Regions from separate parts of the Sus scrofa genome. Here all the other regions are linked to region 4. A link is a contact called in public HiChIP or PLAC-seq data. All regions are on one chromosome and are shown on one strand. The core of a region is the stretch at or near the end of the contact, and the rest is flanking DNA. Distances in the headings are between cores, read along the strand shown. Region 1 overlaps LOC106505879 (a long non-coding RNA gene). Region 2 overlaps LOC106505879 (a long non-coding RNA gene). Region 3 overlaps LOC106505879 (a long non-coding RNA gene). Region 4 has its middle 16 kb from the start of GADD45G. Region 5 overlaps LOC106505879 (a long non-coding RNA gene). Region 6 overlaps LOC106505879 (a long non-coding RNA gene). Region 7 has its middle 320 kb from the start of DIRAS2.

Region 1 (3,326 bases), core at 522-3,021, 360 kb before region 4:
TACCACCGAGCCACATCAGTAACTCCTAGGCTAAATATTTCAAAGTTATCCATCAAGCTTATAAACCGCTGACTAGCATGTTCTATTCCTCCACCTTGACAAATATACCTCCACTGTGACTGGGAAGACCAGACTGGAATCTAGAATTCTCTTTTCTTGGATGCATTGACTTGAGAAGATCAGCTTCCAGCCTGGGAGTGCAATCACAGCCCTCCTTTCCCCTTGGTTGGCTCTGTTCTGCACCATGAGGGCCTCCCATGAATGTCTCTGGCTACATCCATGCTCTCTTCACCCCTTCTAGCATCCCTTGGTCACTGTCAGGCCTGGGGTAAGACCCTGGTGGGGAGGTCTGTTCTCAGGAGGGTGGGACTTGGGAGCAGACTGTGGGCTATTTAGGGGCAGGAAAATGAGTCTAGAAGGTGATGCAATATCTCATTCTCTTGGCTCTGTGGACACCTCATTCCATGCACACCTGGAGCAAAGGTCTTCCTTGCCCAATTAGAGGGGTGGTAGAACCCTGCAAGAGAGAAGAATTGCAAGCAAATCTGAATAGTTCCTGAACTATGGTATATGCCAAAGCATGTTCAATTAGCTCACATGTATTACCACGGTTTGGAGGAACCTAGGAAAACCTCCATAAAATCCATTTAGTTAGGTCTTAAAGGATGGACAGACCTGAGAAGGAAGACAGAGTCTCCCAGGCAAGATAGTATCTGAGCAGTCTGGCCAGAATGGGCATGGTCAGAAAGGAACTTGGAGTCTGGAATACAGATGGCAAAGGAAGGTCGGAGAAGGTAGTAGACAGTCTTGATTGCTAAACTAGAAGAGTGCTATGATCAGAACTGGGTGTCCCCAAAAAGAGACATTGAAGTCCTAACCCCCAGTACCTCAGAGAGTGACCATCCTTGGAATCAGGGTCTTTGCCGATGCAGTCAAGTTCGGATGAAATCATTAAGGTAGGCCCTAATTCAACACTACTGATGTCCTCATACAAAGGATAAATTTGGACACAGAGACAGACACACAGAGAAAGAGCAGCCCATGTGTGGTGCTGAAGGCACAGAGCAGGGTGATGCATCCACAAGCCAAGGAACAACAAAGGTTGCCTGCAAACCACCAGAATCTGAGTGAGAGGGCTGGAAAAGATTATCCCTCATGTTCTTTAAAAAAAAAAAAAAACAAACAAACAAAAAAAACAAACAAAACAAAACAAAACAAAAAAACAAGCCTGCTGACACCTTCATCTTGGAGTTCCAGCCTCCAGACCTAGGGGACTATAAAAATGTTTTATTTAATCTGTGGTTATAGCAGCCTGTGGTTATAGCACAGTCTGTGGTTATAGCAGCCTGAGCACACTCATAGAGGGAGCTTGTGTTCTGCAGAGAGTGGAGAGCCGTGGCATATTTTGGAGCCAGGATGTAACATGATCAAAGCCATGTTCTGGGAAGATTAATGTAGCAGGTGTGAAGCGTGGCAGGTGATAGAAGGAGTGCGGTGGGTGTTAGCTCTGATGTTCGGTGGCTCTCTTAGCAGTTCTTGCAGGCTAATGAACGTGCAGTGGCCAGCGCAGTTCTCATCTGGTCGTTGTTCTCCATCACGATTTGTTCTCCATCACGATGGTAAACTCCCTAAGATGGGCAGAGCTGGCACTGATGATTCATGCAGCAAAATGAGAAAGCGTTACAGTGCCGAGTGGCTCACCACATCATCCATCTGCTTAGCCTATCTATCACCTTCTCTGTGGATTTGGTGATAAGTGATCCAAACCCATCCATTGTGCCAGCCACCGAGGAGGGTCTCTTACCTCATTTGCCTGCTCATCATTCTCCCTTTACCTCTGTGGATCTCTCCCACTGTCAGTCCCCCCCCACACACACACAACACACAACGCACTCTTTTCATACGCATATCTCTTCACTTCTACTTTCTTTTATTTTTCAACTTGAAAAAATGAGTGCTGGGTACGAACAGGATTCCTGGGCTTCAGATAACCCTCATGTGACTGGAGGTTGTTTGGCACTCAGATGTGCACTTTTACAAATTGAAACTGAACTCAAAATTCTCCAAGTTCAGTTCAAAGTGCTGTCAACATAAGAATAAATAAAAAGACTAATTTTTGCTCCGTGTCTACATTTGCCATTATTTTGCATAACATCAAAAAATGTAAGAGAGAAAGTAGGACAAAGCTTAACTCTGGTAAGAGTTCATTCCATATACAGTGAGAATTTGTACTTTGGTTCTCTGCCTTTGGAATTTAAAGGGCAAAGCTGTCATTCCTCACACCACTGACAGATTCCAGTGATGTGTCAAAGCTGAGGCTTCAGCAGATGTGAGCAGGCTTTAATCGCAAGTGTTTCAACTGTTTTAACAAATAGTTACAGATGATAAAATGCCAGCCGGGGTATGAGATAGTAAGAGTGTTTGTGCTTTAAGGCGTAAAGCTATTATAGCTCTATTGTCAGAGCACCAAAGGCAATGAGGGAGGGTGACTCAGAAAATAAAGATTCTGAATAATCCTGACATCAGAGACAGCTGACAGGAAAATGCCTTTGATTACGGGAGACACTTCGGGAAAGTATCAGTTGTTTGCTACCCTTGCCAGAATTGCAAATGATCTTGAAAAGACCAATTTTGGTGGAGCCATGTGAGGGCAAAGGAAATGATGCTAAGTGGAGGGGAGAAAGTGTCTTAAGAAGTGGTGCTGTGAAATGACAAAGAGAATTGAAGAAATAATGAAGGGAACATGGTGTTGAGAAAGGCAGTTTTTAAAGTGGGTAACATTAGACCTTCTATTTTACCACTTCAAGTGAAGTGTGGAAGCCTCGCTCCCACTGAGGTCCTTTTACCTCCTCTGTTTTTATCTTTATCCTGAGGATCAGGTGGTGTGTCATGCCTGCTTCGCTCATCAAATATGACTTTAGAGACTCCTGAGCTCGTGAACATGAGATGGGTCTCCATTTATTTAAAGGATGCTTAATACAATCTTCTGGTTATTTCCCTAAAGTTCTTGCCTGGTTTTGTTAGACTTAGTTTTCATCGCCACAATTACTGACATTTTAAGAGCGTATTTTATAATCACGGGTAGGGAAATATAAAAGGTAGGTGATTTCTGAGTATTCATTTGTATCTAGCACCCTTACTGAATTTTCTTACGGAAGTTATAAAAAGGTGTGTCTATAACTACATTCTCCGCATTTCATTTGTAATCACATAATCTATGAAAAGTGAGAGTTTTATCTTTTCTTTTCAATCCCCCCCATTTTTTTTTTTTTTTTTTTTTAGGGCCATACCTGTAGCATATGGAAGTTCCCAGGCTAGGGATTGAA
Region 2 (3,573 bases), core at 127-2,626, 310 kb before region 4:
CCTCACTACTTAGAAATATCTGCTACATCCACATTGCCAAAAAGGCAGATCATGCCCCCTGATCTGCAGGACATTCTGCAAAAAAAAAGTTCATTGCTAAGCTTGGGAGAGGCCGGTGGCCACTGGCCACTCCAAACCCTCCTCCTTGACTTCCACCAGCTTTACCGCTCTCTCCACTCTCAAACCGCCGGCCAGCATCCTCTGATCTCTGCACTGCCCACCAGCCTGCTATCTTTCCTTCCTTTCCTGTCCATCCTCCCCCATGGCACCACTTGCTTTTGGATGCCTACATCCAATGGCTTGGCTTTTATTGTCATTCCCTCCAAGAAGTGTGGGGATTTCCTTCGTGACCAGCCTGTATCCTGTTTCATGTTATCTCTGGCTCTTCAGTTGTTTCCGGTTCTGCTTCCTGCTTTCTCTGGGGCCAAATACCTTTCTTTATTTTTCCTTTATTTAGAAATGTCTGGCTTCTGAACCCTTGGGTTTGCTAGAAAGCTGACTTCCAGACGATCAGCGGGGGGGTGGGGGGGAATGATAATAATATCTTGAATGTATCTGGTTTCTCTCTCTTAGAAGCTCGCGTGCATTCCATACATGTGATCTCATTAGCCTCCCAGCATCTCTGCAAACTAGGGAAGTGACAGGTGTTTACAGGGAGGGCACCGGCCTTAAGTAAGCTCTGCTCAATCATAGGGTGAGTCACAAGGACTTAAATAGAAACTGCTTTAGTTGCAATTCACTTCTTTTTCTCCTTAGTTGATTGGCAAAGTGTTATAGCTTTATATATTTTAACCAACAAATGGATGTTTATCCCACCCAGGTAAGCATATTCCAAAATCTCTGGTGGCTCACCCACTGGGACCAGATAAAGTCAGCATTCTTTTGCCTGGTAGAGTTGGTTCCCCATGTAGGAGCTCTTTGGTCCATGCCAGGCCTACCCACTTTTGTCAGCCCTTCACCCTCCCCCCTTGAATTGCATGGAATTTTCAGGGCTTGTTGATGCTTCTAGATGTACCACCCTCAGCTTGGGAGTGTGGCAAACCTCAGCCCAAATGCTACGTATGACTTTTCTCTTCCAGATTCATTCTCCTTGGTGCCTTCTATCTCTGTATATGTTCCCCAGAAAATCACAATCATTTTATTTGATTATAATTCTTTCTGTCTATGGTTTTAGTTATTCAGCTGAGAGCAGAGAACATGCCTTTTCATCTATATTTCCAGCTGGAGTGGTGTTCCACTAGAGCTGTGCCCCAAAGTACTTATGCACTCAAAGCCGCCATGATTTCTGAATCAGAAATTTGGAAAGAGAGGGGTCAGAGTCAGGTGTCAACCAAAAGCTCACTGGGCTGGCCATTCTTGAAGGCTCATTCACATGGCTGGCAGATGATGGTGGCTGTTGGTGACAGCTGAGCAGAGCTGTCAACTAAAGTCTGTACTCATGGCCTCTTTGGCATGGTGATTTGAGACCATCAAACTTCCCTCATGGACCCTGGCTTCCTGTAGAGCCAGGGTCCCTGAAGAACCAGGCAGAAGGCATGGCTTTGCTGGTCTCACTGTGGAAGTCACACAGCGTCACTTCCACCACATACTATTGATTACAAGTGAGTCATGAAGCCAGTTCAGATAAAGGTGAGAATTAGACTCAACCTGGGAATAGGGGAGTGTTAAGCTCACCTTGCAGAAGAGCACATAGGAGCTATTGTTTCAGAATTCTTTAGAAAATACAACCTATAACAAGTGGCATGTGCTCCATAGATGATACTGAATGACCATAAATGAAGCAGATCTCCACCTTTATGACTCAGAATGAACTTATAACTGTGGTGACAACACTTCCAAAAGGTGCTCAGGCAGCAATCCCAAGGCTTGCTCCTTGAACTTTCATCCATAGCCCCCAGAATCTTGTTAAAAACGGAGATTTCAGTGTCCCCATCCAATTGAAATCTCTGAGGGTAGGATCAAATGTGTATATTTTAAGCAAGCCCTCAACCCTGGAAAATTCTAGAGAACAGTACAGAAAAGATGGAGAAAAGAATCTGTAAGGGGTTCTAAAAGATAGCCCACATAAAACATCCCTCCAGAACTCAGTGATTGGAAACAACAACCATGTCTTATCTCACTGTTCCTGTGGATCAGGATTCAGGGCATGGCTTTGTGAGCTGTCTCTGACCCAGGATCTCATACAGGCTGTAGTTGGGGTGTTGGTTGGGCTGCAGTCAGCTCAAAGTTGGCTTTGGGAAAGAGCAGCTTCTGAGGTTGCCCACATGGCTGCTGGCAGGTCCAGAGAACAAGTTGTGAAGACCAAGAGAGACCCAGATAAAAGTCACCATCTTTTTACAACCTAATCTCAGAAGTGAAATCCCAACCCTTTTGCCTTATCCTATTTGTCAGAACCAAGCTGCAGGCCCCGCCCACATTCGAGGAGTGGGAACCACACAGGAGTGTGTGTACCAGAAGGTGAGGGTTCCTGGGCCATCCTAGAGGCTGTCTGTCACAAGTTGCAGAGGTGGGGATTGAGTGCAGACCATCAAGAAGTCAGTTGTAGGAAACTAGAGGGATGAACAAAGCATGGCTTCACTAAGTGCACATTGATCAGTTCTAACAAAGCGCTGAGGACTGAAGCAACTGCCCCAACAGCCTCAACTTATAGGGAAGCCTTGAGTGTGTTTTTTAGAAGTGAGGGCTTGAATAGGCTGAGAAGAGAGAGAAGAAAAGAGAGGAGTTTCATTCGTTTTAGTAGGACTGTTTCTCAGATCATAGGTGGGCAGGTTATTAAAATGAAAATATCGCATCAACTTGTTAGAAATACGACCCAACAGCTCTTTGGTCAGGAGGAGGCCATCATACACTAAAATTGGTGGTCAGGTACCCCATCCACCAGATTCTAAAATAGATCCCATGAGGAACTTGCTGCTACAGGATAGTATAGTAAAGCGAAGCCAATCTCAAACTTAACCCAACCAACCACCTAACCTAGTGCTATGAACAACAGTGGCTTGAGAGAGAGAGATGAGAGAGAGAGAGAGAGCAGAGCAGAGAGAAGAGGCTGGTTCCACCCTGCCTGGTTTTGATTTGTGGAGCTCAGTGCGACTCTCAACTTTTTCTCAATATTTTTCTCAGTTTCACGGAAATAGTGTTATAATCCCCAGTTAGAGGGAAGCAGTTCAGCATCCCATTGATCCCATTGATTCAAGCTCTCTGCAGAAGAAGATGCAGGAAAGCAGAGGGAAGAGCAAAGGGAAAGAAAAATGCACACCAAAAAGGCCAAAATAATCTAGTCTGGAAGAAAAGACACACTGAGGACAAGGTTGGATGTGAATGTGCTGGACCACATTGAACACATGTAGTTCTCAACAAGAATCCAGAGAACACACACTTTGCACCAGCACTATGCTAACCATCTAGGGAATAATAATTGCACAATGTGGACTTGTGCTCACAGTGTTAAAGCGCCACTTGATCTTGCCCCACAGAGTTCTGAGTGAGAACAGAGCCCAGACACTGAATGCTGCTCTACTTCTTCTCAAGCTCAGCTAAAAGAAGAAGCTTCTCCGTGACAGTCCCCTTGCAGAG
Region 3 (3,419 bases), core at 219-2,718, 380 kb before region 4:
TTTTCAAAGAAACCTGTTGTTGATTTTCTTCAGCACTCAGCAGCTTGCTATGAATATCCTAACTGAATATGCTGCCAAGAAGTGAACACAAGACACACCTAAAATAGAGGCTCTGGCAAAGGTCTGGTGAGACGGGAGAGCTCACCACTCAGAGGCGACTAACACCAAGGCGACAGGCAGTCCTGCCGCTTGATGTGACCCAGCCACATTTCTACTTTCCCGCATAGAGAACCTCAAGCAGCGTATCATTTAACAAAAAATCCTTTAATTCTGATTTGGGCAAGGAAAGAGACACGAACCACGAGAGCTGCAAACCCGCGCATAGGACACACTCGGGCGTGTTTATGTAACACTGGGATCCTCTGAGTCACAGGAGACGTGAAAAACAGCCGTGCTGTGCATGGCAGTGAGAAGAACCTGAGCAGCCTACACCAGGCTGCCGTGCAGAGTTGCTGAGGCAGCAGCAGCCCTTGCAAAATAAGAAGGGACACAGCTGGTACATCAAGAGGTACCCTGAGGTCACCAGCGGCATCTCCCAGGGCTGCTCATGAGATGTGGGGGAAAGTGCTCCCAGAAACCACATGGAAACGAAACCTACGTCTCCTTGTTAACCAGCATTATTGAACAATTTTGGCCACAGGTTCCCTCCTAGAGGGAAAGTTCACAGGAACCCCCTCATTGTGACTTTTTTTAGTCTCCTCTGTTAAAAGCCTTCATACACTTGGCCTCACCAAGGGACCTTGACAATGGCCTCACCTCTGCTGACTGTGAAATACCCAGCTGAGCCGCTCTCTCTTTTTCTGACCCTGGCTGTCACCACAGCTCAGCCGGGAGGTTCATCATGATCCCTAAGTCTCTTCCCTCAGAGGAGTTAACACCCCCGAATACGTAGAATCATTATTTTTATGTGGAGAGATCACAGATCGATTATGCATACTCTTTACTTAGTTACTTTCCTGTGCTTTCTTGGTTTTCCATGATTTTTGTGGCATTTTTACCTCTGAAAAAAGAAACCATATATTTTGCCATCCCTCAATGGCATAAATAGCCCCCTTGTCAAAAAGCCTCAAGAACCAGCCCCGTGAGCCTGGGTCACAAGCAACCTTCAAGACTTTGCGGGAGCATCTGCGTTTTGAGTAGGTAGAAATGTTACAAAATGCTGCATTTTTGCTCTTAAAACATCTCCCTTGACTTAAATAGCATGATGGATAGCACCCAAATGAGGTTTTTCTTCCCCAGAAGTTTCTCCCAGAATAGAAACTGCCCACAGTATTTTTCTTGGGAATAGATTTGTATGGGAGTGTTCGCTGTTGACATTTTTAAGCTGATGCACCCTGTTATGCAAAGTTGAGCAGAAAAGGCAAGGTTCCAGTTGCCACTTTCGTTTTGTGACCTGAACGTTGCCAACTAGGGTAAACACACATTCACTAGTCAAATGCATTCGACACTTAGATTCTTAGCGTGTACATTCCTGAAATGCCAGCAGCTCACATGCTGGCCTGGTTGGTTTGGCGTTCTGGTTTCAAAGCTGAGGCAAGTGGCCCAAATCCTTTTCTTATCCTTCTTTGCGGCCCTGGAGGCCCAGCAAAAGGAAAATCCTGACAGTGTTCTTTAGGTGAGGATAAGGTTTCAGATGCTCCAATTTCTCTAGAGGGCCACTGCTCCATGGAGGAAAAATAGCCAACCAAAAATTCAGCAGCTGCCCCCCCTGAAAATCCAGGTTCTGGGGTTTGGGTCTTAAAACACAGCACCTGTTGCAAATAAGCAGGTGCAATCAGACTGCAGCTGTGGGATACTGTCATGTAGCCGGCTTGTATCAACATACACAGGGGTCCTTGTCAGTCTGACACATGAGGATAGGGCAGTAAAAGAATTTTGATACAGCTCCTGCCACCCCAGCAGAGAGGAACCAGGCAGAATTTATCAGGCTCCCTGCAAGCCATGAGAGGAAAACATTTATTTGTCTCAGTCAACCAGATTCTCAGTTGTCTTGTTGCTGGGTTTCTATGGCAACGATGTTCATTGTAAGTGCAGAACAGTTACCAATTCAATCTCTGGACTGCATCCCCATTGGAGGCTGCAAGTCTATCCTTCCCACTTTCCTTTGGCATCAGTGACTAGAAGGAAAGGAATGCATCCTGGAATGAAATAGCTAAGCATTTAGGCACTTGGCATTTTCCATCTCTCCCAGCAAGGAGCATACAAATCAAAGGGTTCTGAATGGGGGTGGGGGGGCAAGGAAGTTGGTATTGGACCCAAACCAATGGTAATAACCCAGATGTTCAGCTTGTCTTGGGATCCAGAGTAATTATTTTTATCCTTTCCACCATTGTCAGAACTTTGGTTAGATAATTCCGAATGAAAAAGTTCTACTAAAGAATTTCTTCTGTAACAGAGTCTTGGAGCCACTTCCGAGTGTGTTGCAAGAAAACCCAGGGCTGTTTTGCAAAGATGGATCATCTCTGTGAAGGATAAAAGCCTGTATTTTAAGTATCTCCTCTGCTGCTTGAATGCAGACATAGAAAACCCTACAGCGTGGCCCCAGGGTCAGAAAGAACCACTAGGCAAGACCCTGCAAAAAATGATCCCAACCACAGCCCACCAGGTTCACAAGTAATGAAAAACACGTAGTGATACCCTGATACCTGGATGTCAGGGTTTCACTCTGCTGCCTGGGACCCTCCAGAGAGGTGCCCATTCCTTTGGCTTCTAGATTATCAGAAATATGCAACCCAGAGCAAATGACAGGGCAGCCTTGTCATTCTTACACAGGCCTATCCTTATTATTGTTACTATGATTTCATTAATAGTAACACTAAAAAGGCTCTGAATTTTTTCCTTTTTACAGCCGAACCTGCAGCATCTGGAATCGACCAGGTTAGGGGTAAAATCACAGCTGCGGTTGCAGCCTACACCACAGCCATGGCAACACCAGATCCAAGCCACATTTGCAACCTAGGCTGCAGCTCGCAGCAACTCCAGATCCTTAACCTACTGAGCGAGGCCAGCAATTGAAACTAACCTCATGGAGACTATGTCAGATCCTTAACCCACTGAGCCACAACAGGAACTCTAAGTCTCTGACTTTTAATTAAATTATTCCTTCTTCCCTGTGCACACTCAGCTCCATACAGGAAAATGAGGTATTTTATTACCTTTTTAAGTCTCTATTTTAATTTACATTGGTTAAGCCAAATTGAAGCCAAACTCAACCCATCAGAACATCCGGGGGAAGGGGATGGTTCCCTTCCAGTAACTCAGTGGTGGAAAAACGGGGAGGTTGCACTCAACCCCCTTCTGACATAACCCATATTTGGCCCAGGCTTCTCTGGGGATAATGGGGAGCTGTGACAGGCAGGAGGATTAGGAGGTGATGGGCATATTTGCTACAATGTTTGATCTTGGAAGGTCAGGCTGTG
Region 4 (3,180 bases), core at 277-2,776:
AGTCAGCCAGGGAGCTGGATCTGGCTCCCCCTCCTTCTCGCTCCGATGATTTCCCTCCCTCTCGTCTGGCTCCTTGGTTCCTGCAGATATCCGAGAAGTCCAGTTGGGATCTACAATTCCTGGCAGCATGTTGCACTCAGTCTTGTAAACAATTCCTAGACCAGCTTCAGAAGCGCCACGAAGCCGAGCCCGGGGATTCTTGCTTCAATGGTCTTTCAACAACAGCAAATGTGGACGAATGTGTAATTTCAGTTGCTCTCTGGCTTATGACACAGAAGTTCTGTGAGCCTCTCAGAGCTGCAGAGCTGCTCCATCCACGTGTCTGTGGCCTCGCTCTTTGCCAGGAAGATGGTGGGACGCCCCGTGGCTACCTGGGAACCCTCTCTCCTTTCAATTTCTGATAAAAAGGAAATGCCAACTCATCATGTGCCCAAAGTACTTCAATCCCCTTCATGTTCAGCTGCCTGTGGCCCAGCTTTCTCACCCTCCTCGGTACGTGTCTTTCCCGGGGGCTTCTCTGCCTCCTGAGTTCATTTGGTGTTGTTCCCTGGAACCCCAGCAGACCCTCCTTCCATGAAAATTCCCATGGTGGCTGTGTTAATAAATGCTCATTTAGAAGTTCCCATTGTGGCTCAGCGGGTTAAGAACCCAACTAATATCCATGAGGATGCGGGTTTGATCCCTGGCCCCTCATTGGTTAAGGATCCAGCATTGCCATGAGCCGTGATGTAGGTTGCAGACATGGTTCAGATCCCGAGTTGCTGTGGTTGTGCAGCTCCAATTCGACCCCTGGCCTAGGAACTTCCATTTGCCACAGGTGCAGCCCTAAAAAGAAAAAAATGAAAAAAAGAAATATTTGTTTCCCTGACAGTGAATGATGAAACACAGTCCTACAGAACAGCTTCCCAGAGCCCCCTCCCATAAAAGCAGGCCCTGGGGTGGTCAAGAGGGGGAAAGGTGAACCAAGGTGAGACTGCCTCCAGGGGTCAGCCTGATGGCCATGTAGACATGATTTCCACAGGGTGGGGGTGGGCTGGGATTGGGAGTCCCTGGGTGAAGCTGCGGGCTCAGGTTCAACATGCAATAGAAAATCAGCATTGCTCACATTCCAGGCCGGGGAGAGGGAGCCAGCCTTTACCAGGAGTCCACTCTGGACAACGTCACGCCAGGCTCCCTTCACATCTCTGCTCGGTCAGCCTCTGCAGCACTCCCACAAGAGATGTCTGAGTGGGCTCAGTGGGCAGAGGAGACAGGGAGAGGCTAGGGACCAGGATATGGCCCTGGGCAAGGGCGGGGAGTGGAGGTGAGCTTGCTAGGTAGAGATTGGCCTTCCAGCAAGTTCCGCCTGCAGCAGATCCCAACCAGAGAGTTTTCCTTCTGCCTTGCCCACCCACCAGCTGGCTCTGGAGAGCCTCTGCCCCCTGCAGATCCGCTAACGGAAGGCAGCTTCCGTCTTGCTGAGGCTGAGCTTGTCAGCCAGGCAGCACAAGCAGTGCAGGCGCTGGAATCTGCTCTCTGCGCCAGATCTTGTCCCCGGAGCAAAGGATACAGGCTCCTGGAGAACCCTGAGAGCTCAAGTTCTCCTCACTGACTGCTAACTTGTGCAAGGCCAGGCACGAGAATGGAAGTCACCAACTGGGAGCTTAGAACAGAACATTCTGTGCACTGGCTGTCCGTCCATCACCTCGCCCCGGTATTCCAGAAGGCGCAATGTTCCCATAGTATAATCATTTAGTGGAAACCAAGCGTTCCGGCCATTACTTTTTCTGTACTAGCTTGTTTATTTGAAGCAATTTGCAACCCTGAGAAAAAGAATAATAAGGCAAGAGCTGGGGACAGAGAATTCTTGTAGGAAAGAGTTGGGATGCACAGTTATCCTGCGGGAAAGGCAGAGATCCTTTGGATCCTTCAGCTTTTGAAATAGGGGGTCTCTCTGCATTTTTATGGGACTGATGTCAGCTTCCAAGGGAAGGAGAAAAATGTTTGGGGAGAGGGCTGCAAGCAATGGGATTTTGTGCAGCTAGTGGCTCGATGGTGACAGTCAGAGGAAGAGAGGGCACATCGCAGAAAGTACAGCCTGGGGGACTGAAATAAAATCGAGAGAAGCACTGTCAGTCTGTTTTCCAAAGCTTGCAGTTTTAAAAACAAACTGTGGAACATGTTTGAAAGACTCTTGGGGTTCCCACTGTGGTGCAGTGGAAACAAAGCCGACTAGTATCCATGGGGATGCAGTTCCGATCTCTGGTCCCACTTAGTGGATTAAAGACACGGCATTGCTGTGGCTGCAGGGTAGACCAGAAGCTACAGCTCTGATTCAGCCTCAAGCCTGGGAACTTCCATATGCCACAGGTGCAGCCCTAAAAAGCAAAAAAAATAAAAGACTCTTGTACTTAGGACATGGTTACGCCCTTGAGCCTGGGGCAATTTTCTCGTGGCAACTTCACCCTCTTAAAGGGAGCTTTCTTTTTATTCTTGCATCTTTGGCCGTCTGTGTTGGAGGTCCAGCAAGGTCAAAGATTGGGCCTCACGATTGAGTGATAGAAATATGTGTGTGCATGTCTGTGTGTGCATGTGTATGAGTGTGTGTGTGTGTGTGTGTGTGTGTGTGTGTGTGTGTGTGTATGTGTTGAAGGAAGCCACTGATAGAACAGATTATTGTGGGACCAAATAAAATTGGAATCCTATAACAGGGAGACCTTAAGAGCTCATGAGCTTTTTGTAGGAGCAAAAAAGGCTTCTGGCTCATTCCCAGCGGCACTGAGTTACTGAGGCCAGCAACCCACCCCAGGCTCAGGTCTGGAATCAATCGGTGCCTCAGCCACCTCTGAGCCCACAGGTACTGAGTGAGGTCAGAGTTCTTGAAAATATGGACATCAACGCTCAGAGAGGTATTGAGAGTCCTAAGGTCACAGCTGAAAAGGGGTCAAGGGTCAGGAATTCAAAGGCAGGCCCCCCCCAACTCCCCCACCCCCAGGTTCCTAACCCAGAGCCTGGTCTCATGCCTAATAGAACCTGGGACCAGCTCCCGCCTCATCATGCAGCTGGACCCCTGCCCTTTCTACAGGGCCACCCCGATAAGGTCCAACCCACAGGGTGCCGGCAACCCTCTCTCCTGCCAGGGCTCAGCCAGAACTGGAGTACTGTGGGCTACTGTGCACTGGATGCAGCAGATGCCCCCGT
Region 5 (3,228 bases), core at 560-3,059, 290 kb before region 4:
TTGTTGTAGAGAATGAGGATGAAGAGACATGTGCTTGATTTCTTCCTCCCTCTGAGAGGCCAAACTAGAGGTCCAAGTACGCTTGTCTTCTTGTTCTCAGACCTCATCCCTGCCATCCAGAGGGACGGCTTGGTGGAAGTGGGCCAGGTTCTTTCACTCTCTCTCTCATCTGTTCACCAAGGATGTTTCACGAATGACTGTCCAGCTTCTGGAAGTTTACATAGGAGACTCCAGGCCATCTCTGCCCCAGTGATACTTCCACCCCCCGCCCCCAGAGTTAGTCTGCTCAGGCTGCCATAACAAAATACCACAAACCTCGAGGCATAAACAACAGAAGTTATTTCTCATAGTAGTGGAGGCTGGAAGGTCAAGGTCAAGGTGTCCCCAGGGTCAGTTTCTGGTGAGAGCTCTCTTTCTGGCTCGCAGATGGCCGTCTTCTAGCTGTTCGCTCACATGGCAGAGAGAGAGCTTTGCTGGCTCTTCTTCTTCTCTAAGTTACCAGTCTTAGCAACTCAGGACCCCACTCTTATTACCTCATGTAACATTAATTACTTCCTAAAAAATCTTGTCTTCAGGAGTTCCCCTTGTGGCTCAGTGGTAACAAACGCGACTCATGTCCACGAGGATGCGGGTTCCATCACTGGCCTCACTCAGTGGGCTAAGGATCTGGTGTTGCAGTGAGCTGTGGTGTAGGTCGCAGACATGGTTTGAATCCCATGTTGCTGTGGCTGTGGTGTAGGTTGGCAGCTGCAGCTCTGCTTTCACCCTTAGCCTGGGAACTTCTATGTGCTACAGGCACCACCCTCAAAAGCAAAACAAAAAAAAAAAAAAATCTTGTCTTCAGATACAGTCACACTGGGAGTTCAGCTTCAACATTTGAATTGGAGGAGGCACATTCAGTCCACAGCAGTGGTCCCGTGATCTGCTCTGTTTCACACTGTTGCCCATACCCCCTTGCTCTGCTCCCCCAACGTGGGCTTCTCAGACCATACACTCTCCCCAGGTCTCTTTCCTTTCTCTCTGGTCCTTCTGAAGTTTCCATCCTGGACACTGGTCATCCTCCCTGCCTGCTGTCTCCTTGTGTCACTCTCCACCCGACCCCAGATGAGCTAATCCTTGCACACGGCTTTATGGATGACGGGTTCCCGGTTCCTAGAGGGAGTGATGAGCTTGGAAGCCAGACAAACGTCAGCTTGAACCCGGACCTGCCACCACCTAACTCTGCAGTCTGGGGCATGTCACACCCCTACATCCAGTGCCTGTACCAGTAAGATGGGTAGAGCTTACCCTCCTATCATCCAGCCCAGACTCCGTCCCTGCCATCCCACCTGCCATGTCCCCAAATCCTGGGGCTGCTTCTTTCTATTTTATTTCCTAGATATTTGGTTTTGCCATCATTCCCTTGCTTTTTTTTCTAATGTTTTACTACAAACATACATATTTTTAAAAGTATACATTGTTTTACTTTTGCACACTTTTGTACTTGGAAAGAGATGGTGTTACAATAGTTTGCTTTCTTCTGTGATACTGCAGCACTGGGGTGGATGGATGGGGTGTCCACACTGGAACAGGACCAGAGGGAAGGATGTGTGCTAAGGGGTGAGGTAAAGGCAGGGCCCAGGTCCGCGTGGTGTTTGGATGCAGTCCATGCAGGGTGGTGCTGGACTTAACACAGGCATGGTCTTTCTGAGCCCCACATCCTATGAGAGAGGCATTAACCCTCACTCATTTATTCACACCACAGTATGTGGTGGCACCTGCCACGGGCCAAGTGCCACTCTATGATCAGGGCACAGAGCTGTCAATGAGGTGTGCAGGACTCAAACTGGGGGCTCTTCCAGCTGGAGGGTCCTGCTGTGAACCTACCGGCTGCACTTCAGAATCGTTGCCAAAGGCTAGTGTGTCACTGTAGATAGATCACATGACAGCAGCCTAACAGGAGATTCTCATTTAAAAACTCTGAAATATGGACCTCCGTGTCTTTAGTGGAGAAGCGTGCAGCCTTCCTACCTCTGTGCATGCTACCCTGAGGAAAACAGCAAACCCCTGTGCTGGCAAAATCAGCCCTTTGGATGGGACCCAGGGTGAGGCTCCCAATAGGAACTAGTGCTGGCACCACCATGGCAGAGTAGACCTGGCAGGGGTCACTGTGAGCCATGCACTTAGCTTGGGCCACCTGGGGCAGGAGGCAGAGGGAATCCAACTTGGAATTCATGCTATCGTCCTACTGCCAGCTCCTACCAAATAAAAGAAAAAAAAAATTAAAGAAGGAATTTGCACATTGCGTGAGAACCTTGCCTGCACTGATAATTCTGGCTTTCTTCCCCCTTATTTAGAAAAAGAAGAGAATTCTTTCCCAAAAAAGTCCATGAATTTTCCAAACAGCCTTAGGACAAGAACCTGTTCCGTGAGCTCTTTCCTTTATGCAATGCCTGGAAGAATTCAACAGTGGAAGGAGCAGCCACACCCAGCCACTTGGTCTTGTGGAAAGAAAATTCAGAAGGAATGAGGTCACCTCCTGATTTGGCCTGGCCTGGGTGGAGCCACCAAGAACAATCATCGAGGTGGACGGCCCCCTTGTGAGCCGCTCCCTCCTTGTGTAGATCTTGCAGATGTTATGGAGAAGCTGCCTAGAGCGCAGTATAAACACGGATACAGCCCATGAGCAGTACGCGCTCAGATCAAAAAGTAAATGGTGGAGTTCCCGTCGTGGCGCAGTGGTTAACGAATCCGACTAGGAACCATGAGGTTGCGGGTTCGATCCCTGCCCTTGCTCAGTGGGTTAATGATCCGGCGTTGCCGTGAGCTGTGGTGTAGGTTGCAGACGCGGCTCGGATCCCGCGTTGCTGTGGCTCTGGCGTAGGCCGTGGCTACAGCTCCGATTCAACCCCTAGCCTGGGAACCTCCATATGCCTGGGAGCGGCCCAAAGAAATAGAAAAAAGACAAAAAAAAAAAAAAAAAAAGTAAATGGTAAGAGAGGCTTCCTAAACATGGCAGGAAACCCAGGAGCCATGGAGGGAAAAAATTCACAACTTTTTTTTTTTTAATTTAAAGACTTAATAATTGAAAGAATTGAATATTTTCATAATTCTTTATACCAAAAACCACAATAAATAAAATATTTTTAAAAAGCTGGACTGAAAACTCCTTTTGCACACTGAAGAGAAAGAAAAGAATTGGTAGTGTAGTAACTCACTCCTACAATTAATAAGGGGGTCAAGAACCAT
Region 6 (3,166 bases), core at 402-2,901, 270 kb before region 4:
GTTTTTGAAACTCTGTCCCACTAAGTATAGAGAACCCACTATCCCCATGATCATCTGTATGCTGACCACTGCCTTTCTGGCCTCTGAAACACAGTGACATTGGCTGAACTTTCCATGTTCTAAGACACCATTTGAAACTCAAATGAGTGTGAAAGGTATTGGCCAAATCATCGGCCTGACCTAGCACTTGCAATAAGGATCCTGACCAACCTTCTTCCCACTAAGGAGAAGACACCCTGCTCTCTCCCCAAACCCAGTTTCACGGTGTCTTTAGGGCTTGGTTCCACCCCAAAGGAAAACCAGGGCCTGGGAGACACAGTGCTCCTCCCTCCCTGACCTATAGCATCGTTAGGTTTGAGCCGTCCTGACCCTTCTTGACCCTGGGTGGGATCAGCTTTCCTAAGGATGCTCTTCCATTTCTAGGGAGCCTGGGACACCCCGCCGCAATACCAACATTCCCCCCACCCAAAGTCCACTCACTGGCACAGCTGCACTCCTGAAAATCAATTTCCAGGAACTGCCTCGGGCATCCCATAATTCCCCAAAGTGCAACTGCAAAATAAACTCTGATATGCCCTGGTTCCAGGAGCCTGGGGGCATGTCCTTGCGACACAGGAGGAAGAGGAGAGGGCTGGCCAGGGAAGCAGCTCCCCCGGCTGGTGTCGACATTCAGCCTCCTGGAAGTGGGCTGTGGATGTCGTCCAGGCAGGACACCTGAGTCCTGAGGGCCTCCCGTTACTTCTCCAGAAGGTCCCATAGAAGTGAGGCTGTGAACGAGCCTTCCAACATCAGAGACCTGAGTGGCATCACTGGTTCTTATCCTTCCCAGATGAGGAAGAGCAGGAAAGCCTCACTGTCCACATTTGTAAAATGCACTTAGTAAAACTGACTTCATATACCTCCCAAGAAAATCAGCAGCAACAAAACATGGAAGTGCTTAGCACAGGTGCCCAGCACATGGGAGATAAGTCAATACCAAACATATATGAAACCTGGGGAACAGGATGACAGGGGCAAACAGGCAAAAAAAAAAAAAAATACTGAAGAATAAAGGGAAAAGAAAGAAGTATATTTTCTAAATGGTTTAGGATTTTTTTTTCTTTTTTGCTTTTTTTAGGGTCGTACCCACAGCATATGGAAGTTCCCAGGCTAGGGCTTGAATCAGAGCTGTAGCCTCAGACCTATGCCACAGCCACAGCAACATCAGGTCTGAGCCATGTCTGCAACCCACACCACCACAGCACATGGCAGCGCCAGATCCTTAACCCGCTGAGTGAGGCCGGGGACCAAACTCTCGTCTTCATGGATGCTAGTCAGATTCATTTCTGCTGAGCCACAACGGGAACTCCAGGAATACTCTTTTCAAAAGTTCTAGCAGGGCGAAGTAAAAGCAAATAGTTGGTTTTGTCCCCAAGGCTGACACCCACACATAAATATGCAGAGACTATGTAGTTGGATGATTGTTTCCATAGTAACAGGATGCAGGCAACATTCTGGTACTCTGCCATAAAGTTTGTCCACCACACCGATTCAAAAGATCAACCTGAGAAATATTTTCGGTCTCAGCTGCTTAGATTGACTCTCTCCTAGTTTAGAGGACCACATGGTAAGCCTATTTTAAGACACGGTTTGGCCTGATAATGAGTGGGACCAAATGTTCCCACCAAGAGTACCAGGAGTGTGCTGGGCCACCTCACATGCATTCCTCAGATAGCTTCGTTTCTACCCTGCTCCTTCACAGGTAAAATACCTCATCTTCCGAGACCAAGCCATGACCACATAGTTAAGTTTAGCATGAATGTGTGAATGCAAAGTGCTTCTATTATTAAGCTGTCACAAGAGAGAAATATTTCTCCGGTGACATCTAGGAGCTCCCGGCATCCAGGGACTCCTTTCTCCAAATCCTTTCCAAATAGGGAGCTGGGAGCACTCTAAAACTGAACAAAGGGGACCCCAAAGAATCTGTGGATTTGAAACCATTCAACACATACTCGAAATATCTTTTGCCTTTGGTATTCAGAAAGCACTGTGAACTCTGAAGTATGAAGATCTCATGACCACAGAAAGTGAAAGCATGCCAACTGCACTGAAATCCCTCAGGCTCCCAGGCTGAGCATGCTTTTGGAAACTGCAATCATACCTTCTATCCACTCATGTCTTCTCAGGGCACTTGATCATTTTCAGCTTTTAAAAGAACCATGATGCCATCTCAGAAATGCTCACTCACTGGGGAACACAGGGTATGTTTCTTTTCTAGGATGACATATTTAAACGTTTCAAGAGTCACGAATGGCCTGAAAATTCAGAGAAAGTGAAACAGTCTGATACCTAGCATTTATTGAGGGCTAACTATGTTCTGGGCATTGGTTTGGGATTATTTTACTTGATCTCACCATTGTTCCATGATAAAGGATGGCTATCAATTTCATTTTTCATTCATTCCTTCAAAATTAACAACTATTGGAATTCCTGTTGTGGCTCGGAGGTAAGGAACCCACCTAGTATCCATGAGGATGCAAGTTAGATCTCTGGTCTTGCTCAGGGGCTTAAGGATCCGGTGTTGCCATGAGCTGTGGGGTGGGTTGCAGGTGTGGCTTGGATCCCGAGTTGCTGAGGCTGTGGCGTAGACCGGCAGCTGTAGTTCCGATTCAACCCCAGCCTGAAAACTTCCATATGCTGTGGATGCAGCCCCAAAAAATACAAAGCAAAAACAAAAACTATTAGTTAAGCATCTACTGTGCCCCAGACATCATGCTTAGCTGCTAGGCTGACGGCAGGGAACGGGACCATGTCCCTTCGCAGGCAGAGTTGATAATCAAATGGTGGAGACAGATCACAGCAAAAATCGCCCAGCTGTACTCACATCAGGTAGCGCTAAGTTCCTCAAAGAAAGATGAAGGGAGGTTAAGGGTTCAGATGAAGGGAGCAGGGTCAGGAGCAACTTCTAAGAGGAGCTGACATCTGAGCATCAATGTGCGTGGAGGGCAGAGGTGGCCAATCAAAATTCGAGGAAAAGCTCTCCATGCACGGGAAACATAGGGGGTGGCTGGGAGTGGAGGGCAGGGATCTAAAGGCAGCGGGCCATTGACCTCGCAGAGGTAGATGGGGTCCTAGTGTCAAAATCTGAGGGGAATGCATTACATCTTAGGTTTTAAGTTCCACAGGA
Region 7 (3,387 bases), core at 226-2,725, 460 kb before region 4:
TTGAAAAAAAAAAATCCGATGTAAATTTGCAGATGTAGAGCTTTATGCCAGAGTCAGTGACAGGAACCGGAGGCTGGCAGATTGCAGCCCCGGGGCCAAATCTGCTGCTGCCTGTTTGAACATGGCTTGTGAGCTAAGAATGACTTTTGGATTTTTAAATGAATGAAAAAATATGCAATAATATTTTAAATATTATTTTATTTTAATATTATTTTATTATTTTAATCTATTTTAATTTTATTGATTTATTTTAAATATTATTTCTTATAATAAAATTTTAAATATTTTAAATAATAAAAATACTTTTAAAAAATATTTAATTGAATGAAAAAAGAAAAACAATTTCATGACAAATTAAAAAAGGGCATGCAAGTCAAATATCAGTGTCCTTAAGTAAAATTTTGTGGGAATCTGGAAATGGCCACTCATTATGGATTATTTGTGGCTGCCGCCAGGCTACACAGGTGAAGCTGAATCATTGCAACAGAGAAGGTATGGCTCACCAAGCTGAAGGTACTATCTGGCCCCTTCCAGAATGAAATTTGCTGCCCTCTGATGCAGACCACTCCTCAATCTTGACTGGACAATAGGACAACTTTGAGAGTATTTAAAATCTCAGGACTTCCAGACTGAGCTTTATTTCCATGTCTTGGTAAGGGTTACCAAACTGATTGATCTGGAAGCCTGAGCCAGGTGGTTTCAGGAGCTCTCAGAGGGCTTTACTTCCTTGTGAATTTATAATGTCAAGTGGTCCAACCTTCTCCCTGTGACTTTCAGATATTTCCTCTGGCTTGGATTCTTACTACAAGAATGTCTTAGAAACCACACACACACACACACTCACACACATGTGTATACACACATATATACACACAATGCACAGTTCTCTCTCACACGCATATGTATGCACATACACATACACACACCCATAGAGATGATTTTCAGAGCTCAAAAGAGTGGGAAGTAGATTCTATTAATTCAAGAGTCCTTATCCAAATAACACATGTATCTTTTCCCTAAATGGAACCTATCTGGCCCTCGTTTTAAAAAAAAATCAGCAGCTCCTCTTGGATGCAGATATCAGCTTTTCAGATCTCAACGTGGTTTTTTCTTGGATCTGCTTTTTCTACAGCTGAACCTCTGGGTGGCAGCAGAAACTCATGGTTGAGAGTCTTCTTATAGAGTGTGTGTGTGTGTGTGTGTGTGTGTGTGTGTGTGTGTGTGTATCTGTGCGTGAGGCACAACTACTTTAGATGACCAGCTGCCCCAGAAGTGCCTCTTCAAGGCTTTCTTTTCAAGGCAGACCTGTTTGGGGAAGAAGACCCCCGTTCTGCGCTGCTCACCTGGAGGAAGAGATAATCACCCAGACCTTGTGTCCCCCTGCTGACCAGGGCCAGGAACGTGGGGACCACTGTGCACCAGGAGTCCCCAGCAGCGCCTGCCAGCCGGCTCCAGCCTAGGGCTCAAGTGCTGCTACTCAGGTCACCGCTAGGGGGCAGGCGCTTCCTAGAACGCACCTTCTTTCCGTGGAAACTTTCCTCTTTTGCTGCTTTTCCCCACTGGGTCCTTTGCCTTCTCTCATCCACACTGGCCAAGGGGGCTGTATGTCCTGCCTTTTAAATCTGTCTTTGTGGATTCCCGCTGACTGGGAGAGGGGGGTGACCGCACACATGCAGCAGCCCCTCCCCCTACCTCGGGTGTGCGCCCCATTCTTTCCAGTTCCTTTATTCACCTGCCCTCAGCCTTGACCCCCTCTGGTTGTAATAATCATCCATTGCTTTGCTGATCTTCTTCTGAAGCGACAATGGAAAACTCTGGCCCCGCCTTTTTACTGGGACCTGTGATAAGAATGTTATGGGAAAAGGAATAATTAAATGAATTAAATTAACAATGATTAAATTCTCCCAGATTAAAATACCGCTGGGTTTGCACACAAACAAAAGCTTGGATGGTACACAGGTCCCAAGCGAGAAGGCCTGGCACCCCAGTAGGCTTTACTTACTTACTAACTAGCCTCTCTGAGCCCCGCTTTTCTCATCTGCAAAATGGGGCCACGTTGTTTCCCCGGCTATTAGGAGATTAAGTGAGGAAGGAAGGCTTGGTAAACTAAAGCCACAAATGCCGTTCCTGGGCACGCTGACAATGAGTTTCCATACGGATGGTGCCCACCATCTCTGAGCTGCAGCCCCAGGTCCTGACTGAGAACTGGCTCTGCTCATCCTCACCTCCATTAGCCCTAGGAGCTCGGCCCGCTTTCTAGAAGCCCTGGGTCTTTCTGCCCGTGGCACCATCAAAAAGTGAATGAGATTTCCTGTTGTGGCTCAGTGGTAATGAACTTGACGAGTATCTATGAAGTCGCAGGTTCCATCCCAGGCTTCGATCAGTGGGTTAAGAACTGCTGTGAGCTGTGGTGTAGGTGGCAGATGTGGCTCGGATCCTGTGTTGCTATGGCTGTGGCGTAGGCCGGCAGCTACAGCTCTGATTGGATCCCTAGTCTGGGAACCTCCATACGCTGTGGGTGTGGCCCTAAAAAGACCAAAAAAAAAAAAAAAAAAAAAAAAAAGAAAGAAACGAGTGAAACGCAGTGGACAGGTGAAAACCCCTGGCTCCACCACTGGCTGTCCTTCATGCTCCTGGCTGCTGGGTCCCTGGGGTTGCTGTAGGTGAACCACACAGAAGGCGACTCTGGCAGAACTGGGTGTCAGCCCCGGACCGTGTTCTGATGGGAACACGGAGAAATTTGCCCCGGGGTGGCCTCCACATCCGTCCTGCTGCCTTTGTTTATTTGGGAGCCCAGGAGACGGGTCCTGGGCTCGCTCACCCACATTCTGGGCCAGGGCCACTGTACCCACATGCTGCCCTTTTACCTCGGAACAGGCCTTCTGGTGCCAGTGTTCCTTCCATTGTGAAAGATGCCAACTTCTCAGCCCTGGGGATGCAGCTTTCTTCACTCCCCAGCCTGACCCAGAGCCAGGGCGGGAAAGAGGGGCTCTGAGACACCCCATTCTGCTCCCAGGGAACATGACCTTGGTCCTTAATTATTTGAGTCACCTTCAGTCTCTAGGTATCCAGTTTCCTTTTCCCAAGGCTCAGGCTGCAGGTGAGATCCTCCAACATTTATGTACACTGAAGGATTCTTAAGACATTCTATGGAATGCCAAGCTTGGTGACAGCACCAGATTGAGACTTCCTGAAAAGCCAGCAGGGTTTTTTGCTTGTTTGTTTGTGGCTGCAGGAATCTACATCTCCTTCAAGTGTAAAACTATTGAGTCCAGCCCATTTGATCTGCACTGCTCCTTCAGAGGAAAGTAATTACCAGGAAAGCAATCACCTTGCACTGAGCCTGCAAGATTTCCAAGTGATGGTTGGTGTAAAGTGAGATATGAG

What was found. HiChIP or PLAC-seq counts read pairs in DNA pulled down with a chosen protein or histone mark.
Region 1: a contact with region 4 is called in an H3K27ac HiChIP or PLAC-seq map of skeletal muscle, with 3 times the contacts expected there. The contact joins two enhancer-like sites. A contact is called at or near these places in 1 of 47 Hi-C or Micro-C datasets (embryonic fibroblasts) and 1 of 2 datasets of contacts at active chromatin or transcription factors (skeletal muscle).
Region 2: an H3K27ac HiChIP or PLAC-seq map of skeletal muscle shows a contact between it and region 4. The contact joins two enhancer-like sites. A contact is called at or near these places in 3 of 47 Hi-C or Micro-C datasets (liver and skeletal muscle) and 1 of 2 datasets of contacts at active chromatin or transcription factors (skeletal muscle).
Region 3: an H3K27ac HiChIP or PLAC-seq map of skeletal muscle shows a contact between it and region 4. The contact joins two enhancer-like sites. A contact is called at or near these places in 2 of 47 Hi-C or Micro-C datasets (both in skeletal muscle) and 1 of 2 datasets of contacts at active chromatin or transcription factors (skeletal muscle).
Region 5: a contact with region 4 is called in an H3K27ac HiChIP or PLAC-seq map of skeletal muscle. The contact joins two enhancer-like sites. A contact is called at or near these places in 1 of 47 Hi-C or Micro-C datasets (omental adipose tissue) and 1 of 2 datasets of contacts at active chromatin or transcription factors (skeletal muscle).
Region 6: a contact with region 4 is called in an H3K27ac HiChIP or PLAC-seq map of skeletal muscle. The contact joins two enhancer-like sites. A contact is called at or near these places in 3 of 47 Hi-C or Micro-C datasets (heart right ventricle, psoas muscle and skeletal muscle) and 1 of 2 datasets of contacts at active chromatin or transcription factors (skeletal muscle).
Region 7: a contact with region 4 is called in an H3K27ac HiChIP or PLAC-seq map of skeletal muscle. The contact joins two enhancer-like sites. A contact is called at or near these places in 2 of 47 Hi-C or Micro-C datasets (fibroblasts and skeletal muscle) and 1 of 2 datasets of contacts at active chromatin or transcription factors (skeletal muscle).

What each region holds. Positions count from the first base shown.
Region 1 is chr14:1,538,621-1,541,946 of Sscrofa11.1, reverse strand. All of the region lies in intron 3 of LOC106505879 (a long non-coding RNA gene), which reads right to left. Among named protein-coding and RNA genes, the nearest start is that of GADD45G, 370 kb to the right of the region's middle. Within about 2 kb of position 1,771, at least 5 of the 83 cell types and tissues checked have an H3K27ac peak or open chromatin away from gene starts, as enhancers often do. A contact at or near this core is called in skeletal muscle, where this site is marked.
Region 2 is chr14:1,490,109-1,493,681 of Sscrofa11.1, reverse strand. The region is part of intron 2 of LOC106505879 (a long non-coding RNA gene); the gene reads right to left. Among named protein-coding and RNA genes, the nearest start is that of GADD45G, 330 kb to the right of the region's middle. Within about 2 kb of position 1,376, at least 3 of the 83 cell types and tissues checked have an H3K27ac peak or open chromatin away from gene starts, as enhancers often do. A contact at or near this core is called in skeletal muscle, where this site is marked.
Region 3 is chr14:1,558,105-1,561,523 of Sscrofa11.1, reverse strand. The region is part of intron 4 of LOC106505879 (a long non-coding RNA gene); the gene reads right to left. Among named protein-coding and RNA genes, the nearest start is that of GADD45G, 390 kb to the right of the region's middle. Within about 2 kb of position 1,468, at least 28 of the 83 cell types and tissues checked have an H3K27ac peak or open chromatin away from gene starts, as enhancers often do. A contact at or near this core is called in skeletal muscle, where this site is marked.
Region 4 is chr14:1,179,972-1,183,151 of Sscrofa11.1, reverse strand. No RefSeq gene overlaps it. Among named protein-coding and RNA genes, the nearest start is that of GADD45G, 16 kb to the right of the region's middle. Within about 2 kb of position 1,526, at least 11 of the 83 cell types and tissues checked have an H3K27ac peak or open chromatin away from gene starts, as enhancers often do. A contact at or near this core is called in skeletal muscle, where this site is marked.
Region 5 is chr14:1,467,047-1,470,274 of Sscrofa11.1, reverse strand. The region is part of intron 2 of LOC106505879 (a long non-coding RNA gene); the gene reads right to left. Among named protein-coding and RNA genes, the nearest start is that of GADD45G, 300 kb to the right of the region's middle. Within about 2 kb of position 1,809, at least 8 of the 83 cell types and tissues checked have an H3K27ac peak or open chromatin away from gene starts, as enhancers often do. A contact at or near this core is called in skeletal muscle, where this site is marked.
Region 6 is chr14:1,447,601-1,450,766 of Sscrofa11.1, reverse strand. LOC106505879 (a long non-coding RNA gene) reads right to left here. Exons shown (of 6, transcript XR_002338446.1): 2 at 2,141-2,294. Among named protein-coding and RNA genes, the nearest start is that of GADD45G, 280 kb to the right of the region's middle. Within about 2 kb of position 1,651, at least 4 of the 83 cell types and tissues checked have an H3K27ac peak or open chromatin away from gene starts, as enhancers often do. A contact at or near this core is called in skeletal muscle, where this site is marked.
Region 7 is chr14:1,643,984-1,647,370 of Sscrofa11.1, reverse strand. No RefSeq gene overlaps it. Among named protein-coding and RNA genes, the nearest start is that of DIRAS2, 320 kb to the left of the region's middle. Within about 2 kb of position 1,475, at least 10 of the 83 cell types and tissues checked have an H3K27ac peak or open chromatin away from gene starts, as enhancers often do. A contact at or near this core is called in skeletal muscle, where this site is marked.